Linked DNA regions of Acanthopagrus latus: region 2 is linked to region 1. A link is a contact called in public Hi-C data. All regions are on one chromosome and are shown on one strand. The core of a region is the stretch at or near the end of the contact, and the rest is flanking DNA. Distances in the headings are between cores, read along the strand shown.

What was found. Hi-C and Micro-C count contacts between places; a contact is called where the count stands out from the background.
Region 2: a Hi-C map of muscle shows a contact between it and region 1, with 3 times the contacts expected there. The contact joins the promoter of irx2a here to the promoter of irx1a in region 1. A contact is called at or near these places in 2 of 4 Hi-C or Micro-C datasets (liver and muscle).

What each region holds. Positions count from the first base shown.
Region 1 is chr17:12,135,552-12,139,155 of fAcaLat1.1, reverse strand. It overlaps irx1a (iroquois-class homeodomain protein IRX-1a), which reads left to right and starts at 1,335. Exons shown (of 4, transcript XM_037074474.1): 1 at 1,335-1,892; 2 at 3,371-3,604. The coding sequence starts at 1,650.
Region 2 is chr17:12,281,622-12,284,888 of fAcaLat1.1, reverse strand. It overlaps irx2a (iroquois-class homeodomain protein IRX-2a), which reads right to left and starts at 1,536. Exons shown (of 3, transcript XM_037074594.1): 1 at 609-1,536. All of the region lies in intron 2 of LOC119006167 (a long non-coding RNA gene), which reads left to right.

The DNA.
Region 1 (3,604 bases), core at 86-2,585:
GGAGGGTTTTAAATGATGGCCGGGAAATGACTGGTAATCCTCTTTTTTTATTTTAAATGAGTGTGTTTAAAAAAAAAAAAAAGAAAATCCACGTCATTTAAAATAAATTAGATATTCCAGAAAAAAATAATAATAAAAATCACATATGCATGATGATATGATTTGACGAGGAGCGACCTTCTCCAGCCTCGGTGTCTGACTGGTCCCCGGCTCCTTCCCCTTGTCCCCCCTTTTCACTCAAAACAAGGAAACGTTGAAGTGGCTCTGTTGTTACAAAGGACAACAGCAATCTGGTTTAAGTCCACACACACACACACACACACACACACGCACATGCGCACACACGCATACGCGCGCTCGCAGACGCAAGGAGGGTGAGAAAACAGGCAAATGTGGCTGATTAAACCTTTATGAAGAAATCAAAGGGGGAAGCCCAAAACAGAAGTCAATACAAACTTACATAATTAATAAATTATATGGAGACCGTTTGCGCGCTGCACCGTGAGTGCTTTGACTTTTTTTTTAGAGAAAAAGGCGTCTGGAGAGTATCTTTTTCTTTCTTTCTTTCTTTCTTTCTTTCTTTCTTTCTTTCTTTCTTTCTTTCTTTTTTAATCAAAACTTTAAATGTATTAAAACGTTTGCTGTTAGAATCACTCATCCCAAGACACTTACATTAAAATGTCGATTTAAACAAAAACGCAGAAGTTTTTGCAAAGACTATGCAAAGAGAAGAAAAAGAAAGCCCACAAAGACTCCAATTCCAACTCGGAGGAAAGACACTTTAAGAGTAAATGAGTCGCTATGAATGAAATAAAAACTAAAAAAAAAAAAAAAAAAACCTAAAAAAAAAAACCTAAAAAAAACAAAAACAAAAAAAAACCGCACCGACAGCCCCGCGATAGCGAAACACTAATTCCTCCGCGGAGTGCCACTTTCCCCCTTTAATTACAATTTAAATCTATTCAAAGTAAGTTCCTTCTTCTGACGGGTTTACTTCCCCCTGTGTCGGACAGCTGTAAAATCGTGTAGACAGGTTGTCATACAACAATCAAAGCCTTCGGTGAATGGACTCTAATGCTTGAACATTTAACATACAATAAGTCCAAACACGGAGGGAGAGCGAGGGAGAGAGAGAGAGGAGAGAGTAGAGAGAGAGAGAGAGAGAGAGAGAGAGAGAGAGAGAGAGAGAGAGAGGCCCCAGCCAATGTGCTCACTCTATATTCACATTATCCACATTGCTCCAAACGAGGAGGAGCTTGCAGGCTCAAGTAGGGGATGCCAATCAAAGCATCAACTTCAAATTGTATCTGAGAGATCAGCCTGGAGACCTCAGGGCCAGGCGCGTCAGTCGGAGCGCAATTGTTGATCAGATCACATCCAGCGGACTTTGCGCGAGAAAAAGAGAGGAAGCCGAGATTTAAGAGCGGGCTTGTTTTGACTGCGCGCCGCTGTGTGCCTGTAGTAGCTGCGACTTTGGCTTGAACACTTTCCCCCCTTTCCACTTCTCCGGGTTCCTTCCTTTTTTTTCACCTCTCGCTATACACTTTTTTTTTTCCTTTTCTTTTTTTTGTGAGTGTGTGTGTGTGTGTGTGTGGGTGTAACGCGCAGTTTTGTCCGGACGAACACAACTGTGCGATCCGGCGGTGGAGATGTCTTTCCCCCAGCTAGGCTACCCGCAGTACTTAAGTGCCTCCCAGGCGGTGTACGGGAGCGACAGACCGGGAGTGCTTACGCCTTCGTCCCGGGGAGGGAGCGGCGAAATCGGAGGGAGTCCGTCCGCCACCGCAGCGGCTGTCACGTCGGTGTTGGGCATGTACGCCAACCCGTACGCGCACAACTACAGCGCTTTCTTACCTTACACCAGCGCGGACTTGGCTCTTTTCTCGCAAATGGTAAGAATAAATGTGGCTGTGTGTTTTGTGTCGGCGGTGCGCTGACGATTGTTTCTGCTCGATGTCTTGGGGAGGGAAAAAAAAAAGAAAACACATGCTGTGTGATCGATCTCAGCAGAAAAGAATCAAGAAATGTAAATGCACTCTTGTATGTCGGATTTTTAAATATATCTGTTGCTAAATATCTGTGCGTAATTGTTCGATTTTACGCAGTTCGGGGCCTCGTTTGGCTGAGTTTGCAAATGGGAAAAGTTTGACGTGCGGCTACAAACAAGAGCGAAAAGAGAGAGAAAAAAATCTGACTGGAAATGATTTATTTACACATGAAAGGAAGCACGTAAACAAAACGTGTAATTCACACCAGACAGCGCGGTTATTATGGCATATTTTTGGGGGGTGATCGATTTTAAATACATTTCACGGTAGAGGAAAAAAAAAAAAAAAAAGAAACACCGCGTGTCAGCAGCCACTGTGTGAAGAAAAAAAAGTTTCTTCACGGCCCAGATTTTTGTGATCAGATCGTTAGAAATACTCTCCACCGCTGAACAAAAAAAAAAAAAAAGCTCGGTCTATAAACATGCAGCGAGTTTAAATCGTGCAGGCTTTGATTTGCGTCCTCCTGCCGTGGATCAATGCCACGTGGAATGTATTTTATATTATTATTATTATTTTTTTGTTCACTGTGTCTAGATGAAGAATTGTCAGATATTTATTGGCCAGGTGATAATAATCAGCTCGCGGTGTGTTAATGTGTTGGAGGGTCTGTGTGCGTCAGGCCCACAGGCGGTGGGCTGGAGCTTCAAAATAAGAGCTGTCCTCCCAGCAGCAACAACAACAGCGACAAAAAGAATCCAAGCGTTGCTTGAACTGATCGATACATTTAAGTGTCGCGTCCAAAGCACATGCAAGCGAGGCGGGGGGTTAAATTCGGCAACAAAAGTCGAAGTGTGGCACGCTGGGAAAACTTCACTTGGGCCTCCAGAAAGTGCTCTGACATGCTTGAAGAGTATGGAGGGAAGTTTTGGCAGGTACACGTGAAGGCTGGCAATTTGCACGCCATCTGTGCGCCTCGCAATGATGTAACAAAACTTCCTCTCGTCCCGTTGACTCCATTTGTTCCGTTCTTGGACAGTCATGTATGAAATATGCCTTGCTAATAAAAGGTCTCTGAGTGAGGAGCCGTGCAGGCGCAGGTGCCGCGGAGCATGTGGCATTTCTGCAAGTTGAGAAGCTTATTTGTGGAAAGAGTCAGGTGCAAATCCGGGATTTCTCTTTATATATATATATATATACACACAGAGGCCGTTTTCTCTTGTTTGAATTGCAGATACAGTCAGAAACCAGAGTGTGTTTCAGCTCCCTGGAAAAAAAAAAAAACAATCAGTCTGTATTTAACAATAAGTAATGCAGAAATGCATATTTAATGTGCTTCTGCTGTAAAAAAAAAACAAAAAAAAACATTATCTTTTATTTTTAAGGGATCCCAGTACGAGCTGAAGGACAGTCCCGGTGTCCATCCTGCCAGCTTCGCGGCGCACACGTCCCCGGCCTTCTACCCATACGGCCAGTTTCAGTACGGGGACCCGGCCAGGCCCAAGAACGCCACCCGGGAGAGCACCAGCACCCTGAAAGCCTGGCTCAATGAGCACCGGAAGAACCCGTATCCGACCAAGGGGGAGAAGATCATGCTGGCCATCATCACCAAGATGACG
Region 2 (3,267 bases), core at 287-2,786, 150 kb before region 1:
TATGTGTGTAGTGTCAGACATGGATAGGGTGGTTTAGTGGAGAAAGGGAAGTAAACACAGTGCCTGTGTTTAAATAAAGATCACGTGAAGTGATCTTTATTTGGGATTTTTTTTTTTTTTTTTTAAGGTCACGTTTATTGTGTCACGCAGCGTCTGTCTGATCAGACAGAAACTTGCGCGCACTCCCGACCGTGCACGACAAAGAGAGAGAGAGAGGGAGGGCGGGGAGAGGGGGAGATAGTGAGGGGAGTATAAAATGGCCAGTACTCTCCTGTTGCAGCTGGTTATTTCGTCAGTCCGGCCATCAGACGCGGACGCTGCCACGAACGTATAAGGGTGCGCGCTCCTCCGGCGGTGCGCACTCCGGCCCGCCGACCCTGCTCCCTCTAATTCCCACCACTTCAAATGCGCGCAGCCCTTATTATTGCAATAACAATCACCAGCTGTAATAAAGCTGTGGGGCTCTCGGTGATCGTAGCCACACATGTCAAACTAACCGCCGACACTGCTGAAGTGTGCGTCCGTGTTGCGCCTTGAGTTTCTGACAGTTTCCGCTCACACACACACAAACACACACACCCCTGCTGGTGTGTTCAGGGGCCCCTCACCTGTCTACGTTGTCTTGTATCCTCGCGTGCTCCTTTTTTTGCGCAAAACAACAGGGGCGCAGCCTCGTCCTTTATTATTGTGATTATGACCTCTGTTGGAGACAAGCGATACAGCACAGCGTGGTGGAAACCTGAAACTGTAACAGCGTTTTTTTTTTGTTTTTTTTTTTTGGAACGGGGCTAGTCAAGGTGGCAACTACTGGGAGGAAGAGTGGCCCGGCGAGGAGTCTTCCTCATCAGTATTCACCCGACTGGACGTATTCATCCATCAGGTGCTCGCTCCCGCGCCTCGGTGTGGTCTGGCACTGTTGTAAACAGCGACGGCGCAGTTTAAATAGGTGCAAAATGCAGCTCGCCTGTTAGCAGGGAGGACTCGTTTATTTGTAACGCCTAAAACACGTGCATGCATCACAATGTGCCAAAGAGAAGAGGCTCGCAGCCTTCACACGTTGCAGTTAATTATGCGCGATATCCCACAATGCCCTGTGTTGAAATCTTGACTTTATTTTTCCTCCTTCAGTTAGTACTACTTTGAGATGAGACCTGAGAGTGTAATGACTCTCACACGACGTGTAATAGAACCAGGCTACTTATCTTAACATACCATATGAGTGTAGGCATTCATATCATAAACGCCTTGTGTGGGAATGCAGTATTCTTTATAAACAGGCAACACACTAAAGCACCCAATGATTTTAATACCAAAATAGACTGCATGTTTTTAATTGTTGACATATGTATAGAAATGTAAAGTAACTGTTTAAAAATCTTTGAAGATACTAATTATTGTGCAACATCTTCTATGTTTTCTTTAGGTATGAATGCGTGTTTGAATTCATGCACCTCAGCTCACTGTCATGTGATGTCGTGTGCATTTTCCAAAAAAAGCAATATGCTGTATGTACTGTATGTATGACAGCAAAGTAAATTGGTCTTTTTCAATATTTGAAGCTCAACCTGTCGACACTTTGTTAAAGAGCCTGTAGGTCCAGTCGTGTTCTTGAGTAGGACAGTGTGCTCAGTATTAGCTGTGCACACTAATTTTACCACATGAGCCCTCTGAAGTGTCAAGCACCTCTTGATCTGTGTGGATATACAGCTGAATATTCACTGTAGTGTCAACAGTAGCTGTCGTTTTCGGCCTGTAAACTTTTACACGTGTTTGGAGATACCAAGAGCAGGGTATTTACCATATCCAATTATTTCTAAAGTCTGCCTGCCATTCAGGAGGTGGTTTGAATATTTTAGGATGATGTAGGTGGTTTCCCTGTTTCAGGCAGGACTAATCAATCCCAGATGAGTAAATGAGTGCTCTCAAAAAGATTGGGTCAAGATATGGCTGACTGGGAGTACTGTTCGGCCCACACCAGGGGGCACTGTCTCCTCTAGACACAGACCACAGGCTAACCATCAGTACTGTACCTTCACTCTGTGTGTGTGTGTGTGTGTGAAAGAGTTTTTTTTTTTCAATTGTGTGTGTGTGTAAGTGTATTTAATTTATGGCGAGGGTATATGTGTGTGCATGTAAATGTCTGCGCGCACATATGCATAATGTCAGTGTGAAAGTGCACCTGTTGGCCTGTTAAAGTGTATAACTTTGTGCATCTGTGTGTGTGTGTGTGTGTGTGTGTGTGTTTGTTGAACCCACAGTAGTGCATTCCAGGTCTCAGTTTCAGACAGGCTGGAGTTCCTAAGATATTTTAGTCCCAGCCTAATGGAGATATAGGAGATGGGAGAAAGGAGATTGACAGACAGGCAGGCAGGCAGGCAGACAGACAGACACACAGACACACAGACAGGCAGGAAGACAAGACAGACAGTGAGACAGACAGTTAAAGCCAGTATGTAGAGACAGTGAGGCAGGCAGGTGGAGCAAGACAGCAAAGTGTCCAGTCAGACATACAGATATCCTGCATGACCTTATCATCAGTTCAGACTAATACGAATAAGGCGTAGTGACTCTAAATCTATCTATCTGTCTATCTGTCTATCTGTCTATCTATCTAGTATGATTAGTTGATTGTTTTGAGTCTCATTCCGCTTTGGGCTGACATCGGGCCTTAATTTCTAACCCAAAGCATCAGTATTTGACGACCTGGGAAGAAGACCTTCCTTACCTTTAATTATCCTTTAATATAGACAAAGTATCCCGACATTCTGTTAACCAGTTATTGTCATGTATGACCACATATGATGTTGAATGGCTTAATGCTGTCTTTCCACCTCATTTTTTTTGTTGTTGTTGAAAAACATCTTCTTCCATGAATCAAGGGAAATAGCTATTGATTTCTCATCCACTCCCCCCCCCCAACAGAATTTACCCCTGAATAATGTAGAACTGGCGGAGTCGGCTTGTATTGCGCCGGCTGATGACTTCTAACTGCTAACCCTTATTTTTGCTAGAGTAAATTGCCCAGAGTTGAATTGAATAGCTGAAGGATATGGCTTTCGATGTCATGCCCTTTGTTTATTACACATATGACTAAATAAATATTGATTTCTGATTTTTCATCCCCTCTTGAAGCTCTGCGCTGTAGCCATCATGGACCCCCTTTTTTGCATTTTTTTCTCAACTGATGCGGCTCTAGGTCGAGATGGAGGGTGTTGGGGACGATGTGCTAATGACGCGGGTGCATTGTTGGGTAAATGTGCAAATACA